Linked DNA regions of Mus musculus: region 1 is linked to region 2. Evidence: chromatin contacts called from public HiChIP or PLAC-seq data. All regions are on one chromosome and are shown on one strand. Each heading gives the region's core, a stretch centred on a gene start, on an enhancer-like site or on the middle of the called end of the contact. The rest is flanking DNA. Distances are from core to core; before and after follow the strand shown.

Evidence for each region. HiChIP or PLAC-seq counts read pairs in DNA pulled down with a chosen protein or histone mark.
Region 1: an H3K27ac HiChIP or PLAC-seq map of the NIH/3T3 cell line shows a contact between it and region 2, with 7 times the contacts expected there. The contact joins two enhancer-like sites. A contact is called at or near these places in 1 of 484 Hi-C or Micro-C datasets (bone marrow-derived macrophages), 3 of 115 datasets of contacts at active chromatin or transcription factors (the NIH/3T3 cell line, embryonic stem cells and fibro-adipogenic progenitors) and 1 of 9 other capture datasets (embryonic stem cells).

What each region holds. Positions count from the first base shown.
Region 1 is chr2:61,306,361-61,311,566 of GRCm38.p6, forward strand. No RefSeq gene overlaps it. Among named protein-coding and RNA genes, the nearest start is that of Gm26422, 29 kb to the left of the region's middle. Within about 2 kb of position 3,046, at least 44 of the 459 cell types and tissues checked have an H3K27ac peak or open chromatin away from gene starts, as enhancers often do. A contact at or near this core is called in the NIH/3T3 cell line, where this site is marked.
Region 2 is chr2:60,745,671-60,751,106 of GRCm38.p6, forward strand. It overlaps a transcript of Rbms1 not described here. Among named protein-coding and RNA genes, the nearest start is that of Gm33436, 56 kb to the left of the region's middle. Within about 2 kb of position 2,166, at least 77 of the 459 cell types and tissues checked have an H3K27ac peak or open chromatin away from gene starts, as enhancers often do. A contact at or near this core is called in the NIH/3T3 cell line, where this site is marked.

The sequences.
Region 1 (5,206 bases), core at 1,796-4,295, 560 kb after region 2:
AGTTCTGTTTTCCTGTCCACCAAAATTAGGAAGAAGTCTATTTTCTACACTAATGGTCTTTTAGTTATTTTATTTTTTGAGATTATAACATAATTACATCATTTCCCCCTCCTGCTTCCTCCCTTTAAATCCCTCCATATACCCCTTCTTACTTCTCCTTCTTCAAATTCATGCCCCCCCCCTTTTTTTCATGACTGGATTTTGAGACACCTTCTCTCTCTTGGTCATGTAACATCCTGGAAATGGAAACAAACAGGCACAGATTTCAGATGTTAGCCTCCATGTGCTTGGAAGAGGCTACTAGGGCTGGGAGAAGTTAAAAACTCTGGTGTCAGCTGCCTTGTGACCTGCCCAACTACTAGAGACTCTCACCAAAGTGGCTTATTGTCAGGGCACATGGGGTCCTATTCCTCCCATATCTTGCCATCCTACACAACTGCCTTCTAGAAATCTCTTTACCATGTTCCCCTGTCACTGCCCCATGTCTGTAAGACAGAATGGTTTGGGATTAAATTGTTCCTTCAGTAAATGTCCCAGTATAAAGCCTCCATTCCATCTACCTTTTTGCACAGTCCACCTTCAATGTGGACTACCCTATCTGTTCACAGATAGGGAAATAAGTGACTTGAGCCAAGTTAGGGGCTACATTCTCTGTGTTTACAGAGCAGCACTACTACTCAACAATAGCAAATCTTTTGATTCAATGAGCAGTCAAGGGTGCATCTGTTCAGAAGAATTCCTCCACATATAAATGCTGGGAATAAATATTTCAAACAGCTGACCAGATCAAACAAATATGACCATAACAAATGGGATACCATTTAAAAATGTTTATCTGTCTCCATTCAATTTACATGTGAAAGGAAAAATAAACATTTATGCTTGGTGTGGTAGCACAGGCTTATAATCGCAGTATTTGGGAGTCTGAGTCAGAAAAATCTTGTTCAAATACAAGCAGGACCATGTGGAGACACTCTGTTTCAAACAAACAAACAAACAAACAAACAAACAATTTCCAATTCTAATTTTTAAATTTCTAATCCTTCCATTTAAACAATGTTAATCCCTCCCAACTACAGGTAAGGACAATTCACCATACTTCATAACCAAGGACTGGCTAGCAAGTTAACAACATCCAGCCTTGTTACATAATGTCTTACAGCACTTGCCATACATGAGCTGATTTGGGCACATGAATTATAAATATATGTGCTTGAATATGGGGCCTGTGGGCAAGAGTTGCATCATTTGGCATCTTTTCTATAGACTTTCCCCAGAGCTCTGCACACTGAGTATTCAATAACTATCACAATTATTGATGAATTAGTAGAGAAAAGGGAGCAGATGATCTAGTTATAGTTTCTTGTTAGCATATGAAGACAAGTTAGCTATGTATTGCTGAAACTTGATAACTTTTTGGTGATGTGATGGTGGTATGTATGTGTGTGTGCTTGTGTGTTTGTGTGTATACATGTGTGCATGCATACATGTGTTTGTTTATATATGTATGTGTGTGTATGTGTGTGTGTGTGTAAAACTTTTGTCATTACTATTACAACATTTTATAAGAGTATCATTTGGAGACACAAGCATAAATCTAATTAAAGGAATTATATAGCAATGATGAAGCCCTGGCAGAATAAAGATGTTCTTGTGTAGAAACAAATCACACTAGGGCCCCTCCAGGAAGGCTGGGATTTTAATTTACCATAATGAATTCATACTTCTGTGCTTGAAATTTCACAAAGTAAAACCTCATTTAAATGTTCACAGTTCATAAAGATCACTATGTACCTTTGTGCCCCTGCTTGATGTTGTGTGCACTGATTCAGAGCAGCACTAAGCCATAGAAAGACCATGTGCACAGTGAGAGCCTCCTTCATTCAACACACACTGCGTTAGTGTCCTAATCACCTGCTCAACGCTGGTCCGGCCTCGCCCTATCCAGCTCTGTGATGTTCCTCTCCAGAACTCAATGTTCTCACCTCACTCATGACAAATCCATCAGACTCAAACTCAAGGACTGCCTCCAGAGTTACCATCACAGCCATACTTGCAAAGCTGCCAAGGTTGTGTAAAACAGGGCAAGTGGAGAAACTGGCACAGGCCAGAGGAGAGTAAGGAGATATGGCAACTGAATGCAAGGTGGGATCCTGGACCAGACAAGGGGGGCCTTGGTGGGAGAGCTGTGGAATCCAAGATAAAGCTGTTGTCTTGTCAGTTGAAGAGCGCCACACTCTGACAAGCGTGTCATAGTCACCTGAGATGCTGACAAGAGGGGAAACTGGCAAAGCACACAGTGAGAACCCCTCATGATGTCTTTACAACATCTCATAAATATGTAGTGATTTCAAAAACAAACTTTGTTTAAAGCATGTAGATAGAGAGATAGATGGATAGATAGATGGATAGATAGATAGATAGATAGATAGATAGACAGACAAAATCACCCTAATTCGACTTCTCAACAACTTAGTGACAATATAGGAAATAACAGGTGGACACCTGTCTTTTATTACTCTGTGACTCTACACTGTGCACTATGAATAAATATATTAGTCAAGATGAGATCTCTTAGTTGAAACTGATAGAAATTTCAACTGAAAAATAAGTAAACTGATAAGCTGATTTGATAGGTTAAGGTGCTTGCCAGCAAGCCTCATCACCCTGAGTCTGAGCCCCAGGACCTTCATGACCCAGCTTCGCAAGTTGTTCTCAGACCTATACATACATGTGTGTATATGTGTGGCATGCACTCACATATACGTCTGCACCCACAATAGGAATGTGATCAACATAAGAAAAAGTCAATTTTCCCTGGTTCATATGACCGAAATTCTGGTGGGTGTGATTCTGGCTCCAGATAAAAAGGGGGGGGGAGGTGGTGTCATCAGCTCTCCCTCATCTGCTGCCCCACCTTCCATTGCATTTGCTTCATCCTGAAACTTTGATCACGACCCTGCGTACTTCTGACTCATATCCTCTCAGTTCAGCTTCATCAGAAAAGAGAATAGGCTTCTTTTTCAACAGAGCATCTTGGTGATTCTGACTGAATCATGTGCCCAGGCACAAACCCCTATGACTCAGGATTGCAACACCTAGGTCCTGAGGTGTGAGTTAAGGTGGGGAGGGAATGCTTTTGTTGCTCACTGACTAATAGTTGTTCCTTAAAGGGGAAGCCTATCTTCTTGAGACAGGCCTGAATAAGTGGATATAGAATAACAAAGGGCCTCCTCCAGGCTTCTGTCCTGGTTCACAGCCAACACGTCTCTCTAGAGACTATCTCCAAAGTATCCTCGTGTCTTCCTGAACCTCACTCATGGTACTTCTAGCAGCCCAGGGTGTAGGGCAGGTGGACTTCCCTGCCATAAAAGAATCCATGCTGTTGTACTCTATGAGTTAAATCCTCCTTCACAGCAGCTACATTTTCTCCTGCCCCTCTCATCCCTAGCTCACTTACAGTTTCTGAAGCTGGCATGCTAAGCAGCAATCGCCATTTGATGTAGATGTGGCTTCACAACTGTACTGTGAGCCAGCAATACCTTCCCGACAAGAGCTTTTATGGTTATCATCAGTGACTCCAGCCCTTCTCTGGGAAAATTTAAACTGTTTCTTAATCTTGTGTTTTGTCTTGGCTTTGGTTTCAGGGAGAGCTCAACTTCTCCATGCTGCTTGTCCATAAGTCACTGGCGTTTGATGTTTCAGCTTTAAGCATGCCTTCTGCCTGTAATTTTTCACTTTACCTTCTTTAAGTTCACTTGGACCATTTGGGCAAAGCATAATTTCATGCTATTAACATACTCTTGGGTGGGAGCATGGAGAAGCAAACAGAGTGTGTTTTTCTGCCACCTGGGAGATCATATAAAGTAGTCAATGTCTACACTTTAACTGATTGTTGATGTCCACATTGATAGCTCCAACTGAAAACATTTGAAATTACCTCCCAGAAGCTGTTTTCCAGCTTAAATGAAGATGCTTGGACCACATCTACAGTGGACCACAAGTGCCAGGAAGTTAACATTCTCAGGAATAGGCATGAACAAGTGACAGGAGTTGGTAACTAAATACCCCTGTTTCTTTCCTTCTTGGGATTCTTTTGCCCTGTGAAGGAAATGCCTTAAAGTCGCCTGGGGAAATAGCAAAACCTCTTCTGCTCAGGCCTTAGGCAAGATGCCACTGTTTCCATGGAGGAAGAAACCAATCCTGTCTTGAGAGGGTAGAAGACTGGCACAGATCCACAGCTTTGAAGAAGATGTAGAGAAAAACAGCCCCCTGCTCCTAGGGGAGGAACAAAGGACCACCATCAGCGCCTAAGCCTAAGCTAGCAAGCAAAGCCTGAAAATGCTCGTCTATCCGAGGCTGATCACATATCCACAGCAGTGCTTCTCAGCTACAGGGACATGGGACCAGGATGATGAAAAGCTACTGCCTCTCCAGAACAAAGTAGAGAGGTAAGCTTGAAATGCAGAGAAGGAAAAGGAAGCCCTCCATCTCCAGTATGGTACCAACACAGAGGAGCAAGCAACAAAATCTATTGAGTGGAAGGGGTTCTCAGAGGTAAGAAAACACAGCAGCCTGAAACAAGGATGAGTACAGAGGAAAAACCCTCCTCATGCTGGTGCCACACAAAGGCCAAGGAAGAGCAAACTGGAGACGTGGGAGCCTGTGGGGTATCAAGAGTCACAAAACAACAAAATCCAACTCCAGCTTAGCTCCTAAGGGCCTGACAGAAAAGGCTTACAAATTTGTGGACTCAGATTGGTTTTAAATCATTCTCTCCTGCTAAATACATAATGTCTTCTACTTAAATTTTAAAATGAACATACATACGAACAATTTTAGAGGTAAGAGAAAAAGAAAACAATCAATAGAGCTCAGATCCAGAAGTGGCCCAAACGTTGAAACCATGAGCTACATAGCAAGTGTAATAATACGTGGAAGGCTCTCTGACTCATCAGAAGACAGAACAAAGAAACAAATCTGTGGACTTCTAGAAACCATGAGATAATTCATTTTAAAAAAGGAAAGAATGAAGAAGAAAAAAGAGAAAAGGAATGATTAAAGAAAAACCATATCCGGATGCTGATGAACCAGACTGAAAGTCCAACAAATATTAAAATAGAATTTTGAAAATAAGGAGAGATAATTAAGCAGAAGAAATACTTGCAGAAATAATGTCTGCTCAGTGTATAGAATCAGCAGAAAA
Region 2 (5,436 bases), core at 916-3,415:
GAGAGTAGCTTAAAATGCTCTGTAAGCCACTAGAGGTATTGTGATCTCATGCACACTCTCAGTGTGAGTGTCAAGCAAGAGAAAGGAGCTCTAAGAGGGATGAAGTACATGGGCTAAGAGCCTTTGACTGGAACATAATTCAGCACACCGGTTAAGAGTCTATAGCATCTCAAAATCACTTGCAGAGAACAGTCCTTTGCCGTACCCAAGAAGAAACCACCTATTCAATGAACAGATATTCAAGAACCATTACAGATATCGGCTGATTCATAATCTGTAATTGAGGACAAATGATAGCTGGTTAAAAAAAATTCAGAATGCTGTATAGAAAGCATCTGATATGCTACTCGATTAAATACACAAATAGGAGACAACATAACGCCTTCTTGTTACATCAGTGGCTTCAGACCAGGAGCAGCATAGCAATGCCCACTCTCGGGACTTCTGCTCCAAGCCTCACTTGGGCAAGGGCAGAGCTGAGGTAGGTGTTTGTACCTGTCACAAGGTCTAGAAAGCAGTGAACGCTCTGGAGTAGTTCTTATCAGAGATGAGGAATAGGTTGGTGTGTCAGAGCTTCTCAGGAGAAATGCTGTGGTCCTTCACAGATCTCCCAAACTTCTTACATAGCTCTTGATTTTGTTACTTGACATTGCCACATCAAGACGATAAACTTACCATTTCTCCCTCAAGGAACAATTCATTCGAGATCATGTCATGTTACCTTGCTTTCCAATGTGTTATACAGTATCTTAAGGAAAAAAAAATATTTTTATGTCTATTTGGGTGCCTACAGAGACTGGTAGAGGGCACTGAATCTGGAGTTACAGGTGGTCATGGGCTTCCTGGGTATTGGGAGCCAAAGTTGGATCCTCTGGAAGAGCTGCTCCAGTCTTAACGAATGGGCCATCTCTCCTGCATTTGCATAATAATTTGCATAGTTTTAGACATAAATAAAAATGTTCCACAGGCCTTTCCATAAGGTCTTTATCCACTAAGCACTCTGAAATACAGTCTCAACTTTCATACTTAAATATTTCATACTTAAGGTTGTATTGTACCTACAATTCTGTACTCAACACCTTGGCATGAGTACTCTTCTGGTCACCAAAGTTCTCGCTTCATATTTCAAGAATCTATCATGCTCCCAATTAGTCAGGAAGGAAACTGTTGTGAGTCTTTGGATGGAGCAGGGCAGGGGGCGATCCTGGTGACCTAGTGACTGCTGTCAGTTGAGGTACATGGGGGCGGCGAGCTGCTGGGGTGGAGTGTGCAGCCAGCAGTAAGGGGAAGAGATAAAACTGAGCTTCTCTGGGATGTTCAACCCAGAGAAGTACAGCGCTGTTGAGTGACAGTTGCTCACTTCAGACTGACTTCTTCTGGAACAGGATTCTGGCTTATTCCAGTTGGCAGAACCAACACTAGGAGGTGAAATGGCAAGAGTCTCCACTTGGCAAGAAGATGTGAAGGCTGTTAGAGATACTCTGTGAAGTGTGGGGAAGCATCATTAGAGGAACAAGCAGCAGAACAGCTTTAGGGGCACCAAAGGGTGGGGTATGTCTATTCTTCTTTATGTTCTGTGCCCATGTGAATGATCAAGTCTTCACATTTTAGAATAATAATAATAGCACTACTGTGTGTGTTTAAGCCAATGCCACCTGCTTTTAATTCGGAGCAGCTAGGGAGACCTAATGGTACTTTGTGCCTAGCTATGTGCTTGCCAGCTCTTTGGCTTTTGCTGTTCCGTGGCCACCTCTGGCCTTAGAAATCCCACCAAAGTCACTCTGCAGTCTAAGCAACAAAGCCCACAATGTGGGTGCTTGCTCCCATCTCTATGATTAATACGACTATTTGGGGTCTTCCGTTGAAGCCCAAATTTGAGCAGGACATGCTCTGAGACATTCAACACTCTCTGGCAGTTGGCCTTGAAGTTCGTACTGCCTCTGGTCTCTTTCTGGGCTCACACTGAAGGTTGAATAATAAAATCCTCCCTCTAGTGGCTCCAGCTCAAACATGATCTTATCTTACAGAGATGGAGCTCTAGTGCCTGAGACACTCTGGAGCCCATGAGTAAGATTCAAATTCCACTGCTGAGCACTTGATCCCCCAGAAGGCTATGCACGCACACCTCCTGGCTGTGCCAGTGACCCCAGATACTGATGATCCTGACCAGTGCACAGCAGCCAGCCACAGAGCACATGGTCACCACCCTGTCCCCAGCCATGGCTGAAGATGCTGATCTCACTGCTTTGGTATTTAAGAAACCGCTTAGCTTTCTTCAAACCCAAGTTCTGATTCTTCTGCCCTCCCCCAACTACTGGATACATTAGGCTTTTTGTGGAAAGGGGAAGAGGGAGAGTGTGATAGGCTGATGATCTCTGTAGCAATGTTTCTGGGTCTGTCTCTTTTGGGCTGTGCAGACGGGGAGAAGCTACTTACTGTTGGTTGTGTGTCCAAATTTAAACAGTCCCTAAGGGGCTAGGGAGCCTCACCTTTCTCCCACTGATATTGTATTTGTGCTCCCTTGGACATACAGAGGGCCTTCACTCATCAAGTCAAGGATGCTGGGGTACCGGGACTCTAGCACTCTGCAATGCCACCAAAGGCAGCAAGCACACACTAGAGAACTGTTGTATCCATACTTTTCCTTTTTCCAACCCACAGTTCAACCTTTCCACTTTGCCGACTAGAAGGTAATTTTGACACAAGCTAACCTCCCAGCAAACTTTGGCTTATCCACAGAAGTGCTGCCCCTTGTCTTTGTATACTAAGTCAACATGTAACTACGTCAAGTTCCATGTACATAGGTGTTCCTAAACTCCTGGAAATGGCTAGCCCATGTCCATCATTCTGCATGAGAATTAGAGAGTCCTCAATGAAATATTTAAGGGAAAAATACCTCTGCATTGCACATGCATGGACTATCTTCCTGTCATTATGAACGTTACAATATAACTGTTATTAGACAGCATTTTGTTGCATTAGGCATCACACAAGATCTAGCAATGACTCAAACTATATAGGCAGTTATATGCAAATATTTATTTATTCATTCATTTAATTTATGAGTACACTGTAGCTCTCTTCCATTACACCACAAGAGGGCCTCAGATCCCATTACAGATGTTGTGAGCCACCATGTGGTTGCTGGGGACTGAACTCAGGATCTCTGGGAAGAACAGTCAGTGCTCTTAACCACTGAACCATCTCTAGCCCCCACAAATTTATTACTTAAGGGACTTAAGTATGTGTGGATCTTGGCATCTATGGAGTCTTAGGACCCATACCCCCTGTGGATACCAAGGGATGACTGTCTAATGTAGTCAGTTGGATACACAGGGAACGTGAGACCTTATTAGGTTAACAAAGCTTACGATGCCATGCAACTTAGTGATTCCTCTGGCTTCTGCTGTTATTCATAGGGAAGGGCACATAGGTATGTAGTTAGTAAGCGTGGTGGCATCTATTCCTTAAGTTCCGAAATGCCCTTTTTGTCTGAAGCCATGCTCCGCCTGGGATGTGGCATCCTTTGTCTCTGAAGCATTGCTCAGCATCAAGGGGACATATTTCCTCTGCTCAAGAAGCCATCAAGAACTGGGTATAGGGTTTCTCAGCTGTTCCAAGTAAAGGGATCTACATGTCTCTTACCTAATTCAGACAGCACGCCACGGACCTCAGGAGTCATTCAGAAACGAGGGCCTGCGGGACGGTGCAGCGAGCTGACTGAATTTGATCTCTAGGGTCACACGGCAGAGACAGAACTTAACTTACACAAGTTGTCCCCTGACTCCCAAGTGTGCACTGTGGTTTATGAGCAGCCTTCCATCAAACATACACAGAGCAACTGAACAACTGAAAATAAGAAATGTAGTGGGAATTCTACCCTCCACTCTGGTCGAGTCAACTATATGGACAGTACCATATGAACTCCATTAAAACATTTACTCTACTTTGGGTAGGTGTCAATTTTTGGTATTATATGCCTTCAATAAAGCAAGTCAGGGAGGGAAAAGAGAGGTCCCATCCCCATCCCCCAAGTGCATCATGGGTGCCTCCAATTGTGAACAAAGAACCCACTTTTAAAAGGCTGTGGTTTAATATAAGGTTATTTTGACATATTAGTGCTGGCTGCAAATAGGAAAATGTCTTTATTTTGTTCCAAGCAATGGGTAATTAATGCAAGAGCACCACCTAGGATGTCTGAGGCCAAGGACTGTTGCCAATACCACAAAAGAACCAGAAGCTCCAAAGCAGACCATGAGTGGGGTAGTTCGGGCTGGACTTAGGGCCAGGTGATATGTAATAGATATCTAAGGTCATAGCACAGATTTAAACAAGTAGCAACACAGGAGTGGAAAGGTTTCTTATTTTTTTTCAAGAAAATGGAATTTTCTGTCCATATGGAATCTGACCTAATTTTCAACTCAATTCTGAACCAGCCTACTGAGCTGACGAGCGAGGTCAGAGGTGAGGTGACATTTTGATGTGTGACTTCCATCTACTTTCAAAAAACCGACAGGAAGAAGAAAGTTTCAGATGTTTTTATTCAAAGGTTCTCAAAAGAAATAAAACAGAAAAAGCTAACAATCTGATCAAATGTACAGTTCAAAAATGTCTTTTGGCGTTTAACAAGTCCTAGGAAAGAAAACTACAGAGTCATCTTGAACCGGTAAATAAGTCACCACTGGCAAGTATGTAGCACTAGTAGAACAAAAATAAAAAATTAACTCTCTTGATCATATAGATATCTCTATGAAAATCTTTTTTTTCAATCTGTACAAAAGGTCTTTCTTCATAAATTAATTTTTTTTATAATTTAATGGCTGTCTACTATGTGATGTTTAACTGACATTTTTTTTCTTTTATATGTACAGAGGTTGTTTCCCAAATCTGACCCAGACGAGTATGGCACTTAGTTCAGACATACCTAGCAGCAGATCTCCCCTCCCCTACTGACTGAGCTATCAACTTTCTGTCTTAACTAATGGAAAAAAATATCAAGTAGTGAGAGTCTTGGGCTGATCAACATACTCGATCCACGGAGGGTGTGCTGCCTTCAGTCTGGACTTCACAAAGCACAAGTTTTAGGGAGCATAAAACCAATAATACCACAACTTAAAAAAAACAAAAACAGAAACAAAACCAAAACCAAGAACAAGAACAAAAACAAAAAACCCCACATTTCTCTTATGACTATGTAATTTTCACTAGAATCTACACTTTCAGAGCAGCAAGGATTTTTGAAACTATGAAATGTCGCTGACATCTATCATCAAATACAAGCAATAAAATTTAAGAACTAAAAAATACTCAAAAGAAGTAACTGCTTAGCCCTAGCTCCTGAGCTAGGAGGATTTGGTCGGTGGAAACAGGGAGGGCCAGCAACCTGTCCCAGCACAAAAGAAAAATAGCCTCTGAGGTAGATAACTGATCACGTAC